Linked DNA regions of Rattus norvegicus: region 2 is linked to region 1. A link is a contact called in public Hi-C data. All regions are on one chromosome and are shown on one strand. Each heading gives the region's core, a stretch centred on a gene start, on an enhancer-like site or on the middle of the called end of the contact. The rest is flanking DNA. Distances are from core to core; before and after follow the strand shown.

Region 1 (6,877 bases), core at 3,155-5,654:
AAGGATTTTGCTGAACGTGCAGGACTAGCCTGTGCAACTTAACAAGACCCTGCCCACTCCCCAAAAACAACTGAAAGAAACAACCCATTCAGAGCTACTTGCCCTCACCCTAACATCCAAAGAGTTCCCAAACACGCAATACTGTGTCTAAACGGCACTTCTGCTTCTCAACTGTGTAATGAGAACGCGGCGTTCAACTTTAGCCTCCTCACCTCCCCTCTTTATCTCCTATCATGAGACTCTTTGTAATCACGCACTTGAACTTCAGGGCACAATTACTCAAGACAAGTGTCCCTGCAGAATATGCAACCGCCTCAGCCAGTTTCCCTGCTTGTGACATGTGGGGAGGGGACACCAAACTGCCCTCTGAGCTTCCCGCCTTCTTAAATAAAAACCTAACGATGGTAAAGAAAGAGTGTGAAACTGCAGGCTGCCATTACGGTTATTACTTTTAGTCTAGAATCTGTAAAACCATAGCTGGCCTGGAAGTATTTATAACAAAATATTCCATTACCACTTAGGAGCTTTTGGAAGGAAGGAAGGAAAGAAGGAAGGAAGGAAGGAAAGAAGGAAGGAAGGAAGGAAGGAAGGAAGGAAGGAAGAAAAGAAGGAAGGAAGGCAGTCAGTCAGTCTCAGCCACCAAGAAGTCCCTAAGGACAAAATCTTAGAGTCAGTTTGTCGATTCAAAAGCCTAAGCACATGGGATTCCTAACTCAGCCAGAAAAGGCTCTAAACTGGTGTAATTTATAAGCCTAACTGTCCAAGCCAATACCTAAGTCCTCTTTATGATTCATAGCAAAGGATATCTTCATTTACGAGCACAAGTATATATTTAGGGTAATTCCAAACACACACACACACACACACACACACACACACACACACACACACGTTCTTAACACACATTTCTATCCAAGCTCATGGCTGAATTGCCTGCTTCCTCATAAACCTTCATATTTCTTGGTGACAGTTCAGTAAATCTTTCAAATTTAGTGTCGTGAACATCAGAGACTCTAGCAGTCACTTCGAACTTGGGTTCTAACCATCCGATATGGACACAGCATGTTAACAGCCAATATATCTACATTTTGCTCACCACAACTACCCCCCACATACACCCCAAAAAAAGGTAAACATGATTATTTTTATCTTCCGATACATGGTTTTAACAGGTTTATTAACAGGTTTTCTAAAACATCTGAACTTCTGAAAATATGGCTGGACAGAAATACTAGCGAACTGTCTGTCAGTTTACTGAGGAGAGATGATGGTACCATGAGGATCTCTAAAGTCATCTGAGTCATTTATATATACTTCAGAGGTTAATGCAGAAATATTTACAGATGTCATCACAGCACCTCTGAAAGATGAGAGGGAGCTCAATGAACTACAGAAGAAGCAAGGTGTGAATTGTAAGTTGTCAAGTCTGGGGGTATTGAGTGCCTTGGAGTTCTACTGCTCTGTCTACTTTCTCATTCGAAATTTATTTGACTTTTTTTTAAAGTTAGGTCCTTTATACCAATGCGCCACTAGGTATGTGGTATCGTGGTGACGTAGAAGTGTCACAGCACTCAGCTAACCAAAGCATCCTGGGGTTTTAGGTCTAGAAAAGTAGCTGAGAAGTAAATTGCATTGCAGAAAGAAGTGTACATTTTGAAATTGATCTTCTTTTAAAATTATACATTTTGAGGCTTAAAACAAAACCGGAACAGGCACATTTTCTAGCAAAAAAAGATAAAGTCAAGCAGTTACTTACACTAAATGCAGAACAAGTGCAAAACTTACTTCCATCTCCACCTGGCCTTCGACAACGACGAGAAGACACGGGTCCCCCCCCTCTTGCTGACTAAGTGGGGCCACCCAGCAGGGCATGACAACTACCCAGAGAGCAGAACCACTTGTAAGCAGCTTTTTTCAAGTTCTTTCCTTCACCAAACCACGGGCAGCCACGCTGAGCCAAATCCCAGGCAGCGTTCTATCTCAGGACACAGGATGTCATTTCGATGCCCATTTTAAAGCAAGAAAGAGGTCACCCTGCAGTACCCATCCACCTTTGCAAAGTTAAGAAACACAGCTGTAAGCATCCCGAATGGTGGCACTCACTTAAAGCCGAGAGCACCAACTGGAAAACCAATGATGAAGTCAAGTACCAGCAACAAAATCTCTGGTCACCGCCAACGGGTATCAGCACCCTCTCTTCCTTCCTCCCCAACCAGTAGCTACTAGCTACTGGCCACTGGCCACCGCCATCACCCCCATCTGAAGCACTTTACAAAAATGAGCAAGTCTGACAGACAGGAAGACTGCCTTTTCAAAACCAAACTTGGAATCCAAACAGCAGGTCTAGAACCAACAATCTAAGCCTGCACAGTCAGTGAATGGAAGGCTTAAGCTCTCATTAACAAAGCTCCTCACTTTGGCACCTCTGAAACAATACCACCAACAAGAGCAAAAATAAATAAATAAAGGAAAGGGAAAAGTTTCCTCACGCCATTATGTCAGGTGCCACTGAGAGGCTACCAACAGACCGCAGTTTGGTTTTGTGCTGGATCAACTCAAGAGAACCCCAGAAGCTCCTGTGTGTGGTTGTATGTGTTTAGGGTGGGGAAAGGGAGGTGGAAGAGGAAAGAAAGCAGTTAAATGTATTCAAACCAACCACCAATCCTAGCACCAAATCAGATCTGCCCAGGCAAAGATACTTTTCTGTGACCCCTGGACTACCTCCCTTCAGCCCCTTCCGTCCAACAAATACACAAACACACACACACACACACACACACACACACACACACACACACACCGAGGAGCCTCTCAGCAGGCAGGAAAATGTGCATTTGAAAAACCAAGGCTGCCTGCAGGTGCCTAAGGAATAAAGACAGACACACAAACACATACACAAAGTCAATCATTGTTGGGGGGAGCACGTACAACAAGGAGAAGAGGGACAATTGGTGACAAGCCCTTCAGCAGCCAGCTAGGATTTTATTCTTGCCTCTCACCAGCTCTCCCTGGTGTACCTCCTGTCCTTCAACTAAATTGCTCATGTACACACACACACACACACTCACACACACACACACACACACACACACACACACCACGCAAATGTAGTGTGTGGATAATATTGTCATTAACCCTTTCTGCAATACAGCCCCATGGTATAAAATATAGAGAGACATTCCACCCTTTCCCCTTCTCCCCTCCTCCCTCCTTTCTCCCAACAAGGAGAAAACGCCCCCTTCCCCAGCTTCACCAAAAAAGGGGGAGGGGGTACAGAAAAGCCACAAAACCCTAGCAGCCTCTTGTCCCCAGGACATCCAGAAAAGGCATATACTAGACAGACTAATACACACACACACACACACACACACACACACACACACACACACAAGCATGGGAACATATGGCTCTGTAGAAAGCACACAGAGAACAGTCCACAGGCGCCCCAAACCCAAGCAAAGACTTCCACCAGCCAAGAAGCCATGATTGGGGAGGGAGAAGAGGAGGAAAGGAGTGGAGGCAGAGCCATCCGTGCAGAAGGGGGGCGCATTGTTGTGATGCCCGAACCCCTTTCTTTCCACCCATCTGCTATGATGGGAGGTGGGGGTACAGGAAGGGGGCGCAGGGGAAAGGCAAGCTGGACAAGAACGAAACCAGTGGAAGACCAGACCAGGCATACCGCTTGGCGATTCCCTCCTCGCTGCCTATCTGCCCCCAGCTCCCCCTACACACAACCCCACACCCAACAATAAGACCTCGGCCGAGACAGACAGCTTCGAGTGCGGCGGGGGAGGCAAGAAAACCGGGGTGCAGCCTAGTGGGGGGTGTCATGCATAAAAGGAAACCATGGGGGGAACAGGAAAGGGGGTCCCCCCCTTACCTCCAGCGCTTCAAAAGTAACAAAGCTGGTCATGGCAAATCCATCAATGATGTCCTCTTCGGCTGAGGTGGACTCTCTGCGCTTCCTCCGCGGGGGTCTGGGCCGGGACGGGGCGGAGGATGGGGGCTTTCCATTGTCTTCCTTGTCGGAGCCCGACGATGAAGCCAGCGAGGGAGCCCGGGTCCGGCCGGTTCCTATACCACCCGCCGCACCGGTTCCTAAGCCGGCCCGGGAGCGTCTCTCCCGGTCTCGCTGTGATCGCGACCTCCGCTTTTTCCGGAGTCCATGTCCCCGCGTCGGGCCATCCATGGTTCTTTTAACCGCGCCGGGGATCTTCCCCGTTCGCCTACCCGCGCGCCACAGGCTCGGGCCGCGGCCACACACACACACACACACACACACACACACCAAGAAGAAAAAAAAAATTGACACCGAGCCCCCCCGCTTCTCCTGCACGGGCTTTTCCCTCCAGCCGCGAGGAAGGGCGCGGGGGAGAAGGCGGCTGGGAGGAATAAAAAAAAAAAAAAAAAAAAAAAAAAAAAAAAAAAAAGAAGCCCAAGAAGAACAAGAAGGGAGGGCAGGGGGAAAAAGAGAAAGAAAAAAGGGGGAAGGGGCGGGGAGACGGGGAGGGAGGGACGGGGAAGCGAGAGGGCGAAGTGTGGGGCTCCCCTCTGCACCGAGGGTCGGAGATGCCTGCGAACAGCGCCGAGCAAAGTAATGGCTGAACACACAGGTCTCCTTTACAGAGGAAAGGGGGAAAAAAATAACTCACCAAGCAGGCAATAAATCAGAATAGCGGAATGCTTTGATCAAGAGACTGGGGAAGCCCTCCCCGCGGCCATGCTCTCTCCCCACCACTGAAATCGCTTGGCTTCTCGCTTTTCCTAGAGACCCCCCCCCCAAAAAAAATTAAAAGAAAAAAAAAAGCCCGAGGTCCGAAAAGGTCACGGTGAAGTGAGGGGTGGGTGGCAATGAACTTCACCCGCCCCCTCGTGCAGGAAAACACCCCACACCTCCGCCTCTCTCACACACTCGTCTCGCAGAAAAACTCACTCCCGGGCTCCTAGTCTTTTTTTAAGAAATGTATCCAAGGGAAGCCAGGGCTAGAGAGCGAGCTGAGAGGGGCGAGACCCCCCAGAGAGGGGAGCATAACCACGCAATCACGAGCGGAGACAGAGGTTGCCCGAGGAAAGGAGGAAGGGAAGGAGGAGGACGCTGAAGCAGTTGTGGGATTTTTTTTTTTTCTCCCTTTCTTTTTTTCGGTCTTCGATGGGGGGGGAGGAGGAGAAAAAGATGAAAGAAGAGAAGAATTGCAAAGCCTGGCGCGTGCCACCGACCCCCTCCTCACATACACATGCACGCACGCACACAAATTGTCTCCCCCCACCCCAGTTCCAGAGGTCACCCTTCCTCAAAAAAAAAAAAATTATAAAGGGGGGGCGAGTCAGTCAATGAGGAAAGCAAAGAGCAGTCTCCAACCCGAGATACACCGGTGTGGTGCCGCCGCCGCCGCCGCCGCCGCCGCCGCCGCCGCCTCTTCTTCTTCTTCGCGTCGCCCCGCCTGAGGAAGAAGCGCTGGGAGATGCCGCTCGCTCACTCGCTCGCTCGCTCGCAGCTAACGCTGCCTCAGCCGCCGCCGCCGGAGCCCCGAGCCCGACGGTGCACGGCGTGTCCCCGGGCGGCTGCAGCCAGAGCCCGGGCACGGCCTCATCCTCCGCCCGCCTCGCTCACACAGCGCCCGCTCCTCCCCCTCTGGCCGGCCCACCGCCGCCGCCCGCCTCGGCCCAGCCCCACGCCCGCCCGCTTGCCGTCTCTCTCTCTCCCTCTCTCTCTCCCTCTCTCTCTCTTGCACGCGCGCTCGAGCTCGCTCGCCGGCGAGCGCTCTGGAAGACCGCCCTCTTCGCGCCTCGCTCTGCGCGCGCTCCCGAGGACCGCCCTCCTGGCTCTCCTCGCGCTCCCGAGGGCTCCCCCCTCCCCTCACGCCTCACTCGGCGCGCTCCCGAGGGCCGCCCCCTTCCCCCTTCGCGGGCTCCCGAGAATCTCTCACGCCTCGTTCTCTCCCCCCCGCAATCCCCCCACCACCACCCCGGCACCACGGGGCGCGCTCCCGAGGGCCGCCCCTTCCACTCATGCACCACTGGCTGCGCGCTCCCGAGAAGAGCCCCTCCCCTCGCGCCTCTCTCCCTCTCTCCCACGCGCGTTCCCGTCCTACCCCCCCACGTCTCCTCCCGCGCGCCTCGGGGCCGGCTGGATCACGTGACCCGCCCCCCTCCCCTAGTTGTAGAGTGTGTAGAAAGCAAAAAGGCTGAGGGGCTGGCCACCGCTCCACGAGCCCAGGGCATGCGCGCTGGGGCGGCCGGGCCTGCGCACTTGGGGGCGGAAGGGGTCTCCAGAGGCTGTGGGGTATGTTGGAGGGGTCGGTCACGGGCCCGTGTGGAGTTGAAGTTCGAGGGCGTGGAGGCTGCCCCAACATCCCGCCAAACGCACGGAGGACTCGCGCGCGCACGCGTAGCAGGCACCTTTCTCCGGACACTTGCTCCCGGAGAGCCTTATCTCCTCCACTCCTGAAGCTCTTGCTGGTTCAACTACTCTCAAGTACCTCTAGGTGTTTTGCCTGCGCGCACGCGCGCGCTCGGTGCAAAAATAAAAATTAAAAATAAAAAGTGCGTGCAGCGCGAGGAGGTGCAAAGCATGGACCCAAAGAGGGTGCACTTTGGGGACAAGATGGGTGTCCTAGTGCTGAGTCCAGTAGCACCGAGACAGCCAAAGGCAAGAGCTGGAAACTTTTCTCCGCTCTGCCTGATGGAACACTGAATGCCCAGTGCCCCTGAACCCAGATGACGCTCGCCCTGCACCTTTGGTCTCCCTAAGGGAGACACTTTGAGAAGACGCTAGCCTAGCGGCTTTGGAACATCCAGACACCGGCGAAACTTGAACCTAGAGCAAGGGACTGAGTAGCTCGGGGCCATCCCAGCCTGAGGACACTTCAGATTCCCC
Region 2 (6,877 bases), core at 3,191-5,690, 310 kb before region 1:
AGGAAGAAGAGGAGGAAGAGGAGGAGGAAGAGGAGGAGGAAGAGGAGGAGGAAGAGGAGGAAGAAGAGGAGGAGGAAGAGGAGGAAGAAGAGGAGGAAGAGGAGGAAGAGGAGAAAGAGGAGGAGGAGAAAGACTGGAAAACATGAGGCTCAACAAAAGAACTATCCAAAAGGACACTCACACCCACTCACACCCACTCACACCCACTCACACACACAACCACTTAAATACAAGATGACAAACAGCTTGGTATCACGTACCTTGAGTTCCGTTAAAGGTAAAATAAAGATGCCTTTCTCTCTTTTAAAAGAACACATTAAAGGGAGACTAGAGAAATGGCTAAGTGGCTAAGAGCTCTTGCTGCCCTTCTAATAGATTCCAGTTCAATTCCCAGGACCCAGATTGGGTGGCTCACGACAATTTGTAACTACAGTTCTGGGGTGTCTAAAATCATCTTTTTCTGAAGGCATCCACACCCATGCACATACAGACTCATGTATACACTCATACCCACAATCATGTATGCATACATACACCACAAAGTAAATCTTCGAGGAAATAATGACCCAAAAACTATAAATATAAAAATTGTGCCCCCACAGAATAAAACGACTCAACAAATTCAAACTGGAAGAAATCTGCACTATACTAGGGCTCACTGCAGTCTAAATGCTCTAAACGCAGGGATTAAAAACTCCGAGTGGCAAAAAAAAGACCCCGCCACGGTTAAGAAGAATTTTGGTGGCATCAAATGACTTGTGGGAAATACTGAGAAAGGACAGCACATTAACACATTTAAAGTGTATGAACACACACACATACACACACACACACACACACACACACACAGAGACAAAGACAGAGACAGACAAGACAGAGAAACTATTTATCAACAGAAAACCACCTTTGCTCCTGAGTATTCCTTAGATCACATACATCTTTTGCCATTTACTAGAATATCTCAGTAAGAAATACTAAAGGAAGTCCTTCCTTTAACATGAATGGTTCTGCTGTCAGTCAGACCTAATCGGGTGGGGGGAAAAAAAGACATAGTAATCATTTGGCTTCCTTCTTCTAATCAATATTTTCTGATTGAAAATTGCTTTAAAATAAAATTTCCTGATCAAATATGAAATGAAACAAATTGCTGTCTGTTTAACGTACAGAAATCTATGAAATGTGCACTGTAAACATTAAATAAAAACGTGCAAGCCAAGAGCAGAATGGAACGCTAAGCTTATCATTCTTACACCACATATGAAGTCATGTATCACTTGAAAAAGCAGTTACAAGCTAAAGAAGATATAACACAACACACATGCATACACACACACACACACAAACACACACACATACACACACATGCACACACATACACACACATACACACACATGCACACATATACACACACACGCACACACACATTCACACACACATACAAACACACACATACACACACACGCACACACACACACAAACTCTAAAGCAATAGTGAACAATAAAGAGCTGTAGCTAATGCATCAACAAGACACATCAAATGGAATCTTGAAAGATTAACTTTATTTTTTTTAAAAAAAGGAGGAGAAACAAGGGAAGGAAGGAGGTCCTCAATGTAAAACAAGTGTCACCGTGACAGACTTGAGACTGACCTTCTCAGTGGACCACATTCCTACTGGAAGACAGAGACAGGGGCTGGCAAGATGGCACACTCATGTGTCTCCCAAATGCCTGACACTCGAGCTCCAAAGCATCAGACCAAACACACTTCTCTAGCCTCCGAAGGCGCCTGCACTACTCACATGTGCACGCCTGGGACCATGGTAACATCCATGCACATGCGCAGCTTACATGCATGGGGTAATATCCATGTCATTTTTTAAAATGACCAAAAAATAATCTGATTAAAATATAGGAATACTGAAATAGGATTTGATAAACACATTTTAAAATACGATTTCACTGGAAGGATCGCAACCGGGGTTAAAGACATCTATTTAATAATAACAGGACCTATCCATCAATCGACACAGCATAACAGTCTTACATGCTTATGCACCTAACAACAGAGATAAAACGGAAACTAAATTACAGACAGAAACATTAACCACATTAACCAATCTCTCTGTGTCCATGTCTCTGTCTCTGTCTCTGTCTCTGTCTCTGTCTCTCTCTCTCTCTCTCTCTCTCTCTCTCTGTCTCTCAACAAGCAGAAAACACTAACTTGGGTTACAGTAAAAGTAAAGATCGAAATGAACAGAAAGGTATGTGTAACACGCTCTACTTAGCCGCTGGGAATAACCATTTGGTCAATGCATAGGGATCTCCTACATAGAAAAGCCATATTATGGCAATAAATTGAATGCCAATCCATTTTAGATGTGAAGTGGCATGAAGCATGCGTTGAAATCACAGGGCCACATTAAATTATTATCATTATTAGGATGATCTCTGGAAAGAATTTCCCAAAGTACTATAGGTTTAAGCCCACTAATCAGAGAAAAAAATATCATAAAAAGAGCTAAAATGTACTTTGATTGGAAAATGAAAACATATTAGAACTTGTAGGAGTATTGCTGAAGTAGTATTTAGGGTACATTTATAGGGCAAACTTATATGCCTATATTAGGAAAGATGATTCCAGCTTATTCTTAAAACTAACAGTAATACAGAGCAGTGTGAGAAGCAACCCTAAGGAACCCCAGGACGCAGAAGCAGAAGCAGGAGGTTCATAAATCATAGGCCGACAAGAATACAGAGCTGGGTGAAGTAGCACATGTCATTAATCCCATCGCTCAAGAGGTGGAGTTAGGTAGATGTTCCTGAGTTCGAGACCACCCTGGTATACAGTGCTAGGTCCAGGACATCTATTACACAGGAAAACCCTGTCTTGAAAAACCAAACAGAAAAAATAAACAAAAACAAACAAACGAACAAAAACATTAATTTGTTCTCACATCAAGGGGAGGGGGAGAGGGAGGAGGAGGAGGAAGAAGAAGGAGAAGGCGAAGACGAAGACAAAGAAGAAGGAGAAGGAGAAGGAGAAGGAGAAGGAGAAGGAGAAGGAGAAGGAGAAGGAGAAGGAGAAGGAGAAGGAGAAGAAGAAGAAGAAAGTTAGCAAAAATATGAGCAGAGTAAGCCCTAGATAAAAAGAAAGAAGGGAATCAATGAAATATAAAACAGCACAGAAAAATCAATGAAAGCAAAGCTGTTTCTTTGAGGAAATTGGTAAAACTGATAAATGCCTATTCATACATTCAGGGAGAGCAGAGGAAAGAGAGATACAGACAGACGAGGGCCGACGCTAATAATAATTACTGCAGACCACCATGCTCTCGATAGCTGTCTGAACAATCGAGGGATATTTTACAGATAACTGAGTCAAGAAATGAAGGCTCCTATGAAATGGCCAAATTCATCAGGAGCATAAATTATACATGGCTGGAAACCAAATCAGGTTAGTTACAGGAAGAGTTCACAACACAATTACCTGACTGCTTATGTGACATTTTCTCACTCTCCACCCCCAATGTAGACATAACAAAACAAAAATACCACTTCAGCGCCACAGAGACTCACTGACTAAAGGCCACCTGATATTAAAACACAACACAGCCCTATAAAAGCTCTACACAAACTCCTCTACACAACTAAGGAAAGAATATTTCTCTTGTACCGAAAGATTATACGTGTGTGCACATGGCGAGACTCCTTCACAATTGCACTAACAATTCTGGCGCAATTCTAACCAGACTCCAAAAGATGCCACACTGATTCAAAGATCTCCTCAGACAGTGTGGAGGGCTGTGAGGAGTGAAGCACTTTCTATGACAGTTTTCAAACACAAGCCTCCACATCGCAGTCCTACACTCAGCATTTCCGAGATGCCACAACCAAAACTAACCCTTCAGAAGTGAAGCAGAAAGAGACAAGACCGGGAAAAATGGCCCCTACACACCTAGAACTATCACCTCTCATACGCTTCAGCCCACATACAAAGCTAACGCTACTTATTTCTAAAGTCCCAAAAGAGCCTGAGTTAATAGCAAAGTCCATTCTGTGTTACCTATTTTTACAAGGTAGGAAACAGTCTCCCTTAAACAGCAGAGAAATGACCTATTTAACATAGGTAAGTAATACTGAAAACGTAATTGGATTGCTCCAATAAATCTCTCCAAAATGAGAGCGAGAGGGAAGGCGAAAGGGAGGAAGGGAGAAAGAGTGAACTGGTGGGTAACAGTCTATCTTTAATCACAAGGCTGGCCAGAGATCCAACCACCAGGAGACTGTATGAATGCAGTGGTCAGCTTTAATGGTCAATGAGACACGATCGAGACCCAGCTTGGAAACCAGTCACAAGGAAAGAGCGTCTAGATCGGGTTTCTCTGCGGTCATGTCTCTCCAGAGCTGTGTTTCTTGTGTTCTAAATGAAACCAACACCCAAGCCACTCTGTGGCACCTTTCCCTGGGTGTTGGCTCGAGTGCACCAGAGTCACACAGGATGAGCAGAGTACAAGAACTGGAATACATTCGTTTCTGTCTGCTCCTCAGGACGGGTGAATTGTGACCAGCCAGTTGAGTTCCTACTGCCTTAAGGTCTCTGCCATGACAGTCTGTAACCTAAACCTGACTTCAGCCCTGTCCATTCCTCAGGATATTTTACCAGAACAACGGGACTGAAACTAAAATGGTGCATACACCCAAAGACTCACAATTGCATGGTCTGATGGATTAGGCATATTTCTGACTGCATCTTTAGTATTCTTGGGATCCGTCAATATTCACCAAGGTTCCTCTTATCAGGAAACCAAAGGTTTTATTCTCTACTCCACTCAAATTTCCAGATCTCCATTGACAATTAAACAAACAAACAAGCCAGCCAAGCACTCCACCCAAGTCTAAATGCTAAGCAAGAAGACATTTTTTTTTCCGGCCATTTCTATACATCTTGTTTTGGATACTTGTCTATAATATCTGCTAAAAAAAATTAACAATTTGCACAATTGTTATTACTCAAACAGTCTACCCTAAAGAGACAGTACCAAAAATAAACACTTGTGTTTGGATTTGGATAGGGGAGAATCCTCACATATTAATAAGAAACAAACAGACCACACACAACCCTTGGTCTCGGATGACAGAGTCCGAAGTTTAGCATGATGGTTGTGGCTCACAAATCCTCACCTGGGATCACGGACACATCTGTGAGGAAACTCACCCAAGAAAAATGGATGGCATTAGAAAAACCACAAGGAAGATAAATGGAAACCTTTGGAGATAGCATTCTACATTAACAGTTCAAAGAATATTTTGCAGTTTATTTACTTTAAGTTGTTACAAAGTAGTTAAGTAACTCAAGCTCTAGAAAAGAGGGCACCTCCCCCCACATCTCTGATAATAAAAACAGACTGGGAGAAATGGAAATGCATGGGGACCTTTCTGAAGGAAGTGAAAAGTATCATTTATGATCGTCTAATCACGTCTGTATCAGAGGGGTCCAGGAAAGGCCTTCCCAGGGCCAAAGAGAGTAGATGCGTAAGTCTCACGATTTACTAAGTGAAACATTAAGTGGTTGAAAGAAATAAAATACGGGAATAGTAGTTGCATCCAATCAACACGATTTACCCTAGGCGAGGAATTCGTGTTATTTAAATACCAATCCTACAACAGATAGAGGCCTTATATCCAAAATATACAAAGAACTCAAGAAGTTAGACCGCAGGGAAACAAATAACCCTATTAAAAAATGGGGTTCAGAGCTAAACAAAGAATTCACATCTGAGGAATGCCGAATGGCTGAGAAACACCTAAAGAAATGTTCAACATCTTTAGTCATAAGGGAAATGCAAATCAAAACAACCCTGAGATTTCACCTCACACCAGTGAGAATGGCTAAGATCAAAAACTCAGGTGACAGCAGATGCTGGTGAGGATGTGGAGAAAGAGGAACACTCCTCCATTGTTGGTGGGATTGCAGACTGGTACAACCATTCTGGAAATCAGTCTGGAGGTTCCTCAGAAAATTGGACATTGAACTGCCTGAGGATCCAGCTATACCACTCTTGGGCATATACCCAAAAGATGCCTCAACATATAAAAGAGACACGTGCTCCACTATGTTCATCGCAGCCTTATTTATAATAGCCAGAAACTGGAAAGAACCCAGATGCCCTTCAACAGAGGAATGGATACAGAAAATGTGGTACATCTACACAATGGAATATTACTCAGCTATCAAAAACAACGAGTTTATGAAATTCGTAGGCAAATGGTTGGAACTGGAAAATATCATCCTGAGTGAGCTAACCCAATCACAGAAAGACATACATGGTATGCACTCATTGACAAGTGGCTATTAGCCCAAAGCTTGAATTACCCTAGATCCCTAGAACAAACGAAACTCAAGACGGATGATCAAAATGTGAATGCTTCACTCCTTCTTTAAATGAGGAAAAAGAATACCCTTGGCAGGAAAGGGAGAGGCAAAGATTAAAACAGAGACTGAAGGAACACCCATTCAGAGCCTACCCCACATTGGCCCATACATATACAGCCACCCAATTAGACAAGATGGATGAAGCAAAGAAGTGCAGACCGACAGGAGCCGGATGTAGATCGCTCCTGAGAGACACAGCCAGAATACAGCAAATACAGAGGCGAATGCCAGCAGCAAACCACTGAACTGAGAATAGGTCCCCCGTTGAAGGAATCAGAGAAAGAACTGGAAGAGCTTGAAGGGGCTCGAGACCCCAAAAGTACAACAATGTCAAGCAACCAGAGCTTCCAGGGACTAAGCCACTACCTAAAGACTATACATGGACTGACCCTGGACTCTGACCCCATAGGTAGCAATGAATATCCTAGTAAGAGCACCAGTGG

The links. A called contact is a pair of places that touch in the nucleus more often than the background predicts.
Region 2: a contact with region 1 is called in a Hi-C map of liver, with 2.9 times the contacts expected there. The contact joins the enhancer-like site here to the promoter of Auts2 in region 1. A contact is called at or near these places in 3 of 12 Hi-C or Micro-C datasets (frontal cortex, liver and psoas muscle).

The regions. Positions count from the first base shown.
Region 1 is chr12:29,738,034-29,744,910 of GRCr8, reverse strand. It overlaps Auts2 (activator of transcription and developmental regulator AUTS2), which reads right to left and starts at 4,404. Exons shown (of 19, transcript NM_001107136.3): 1 at 3,881-4,404. The coding sequence starts at 4,189.
Region 2 is chr12:30,045,539-30,052,415 of GRCr8, reverse strand. All of the region lies in intron 2 of Auts2 (activator of transcription and developmental regulator AUTS2), which reads right to left. Among named protein-coding and RNA genes, the nearest start is that of Auts2, 310 kb to the right of the region's middle. Within about 2 kb of position 4,440, at least 1 of the 93 cell types and tissues checked has an H3K27ac peak or open chromatin away from gene starts, as enhancers often do.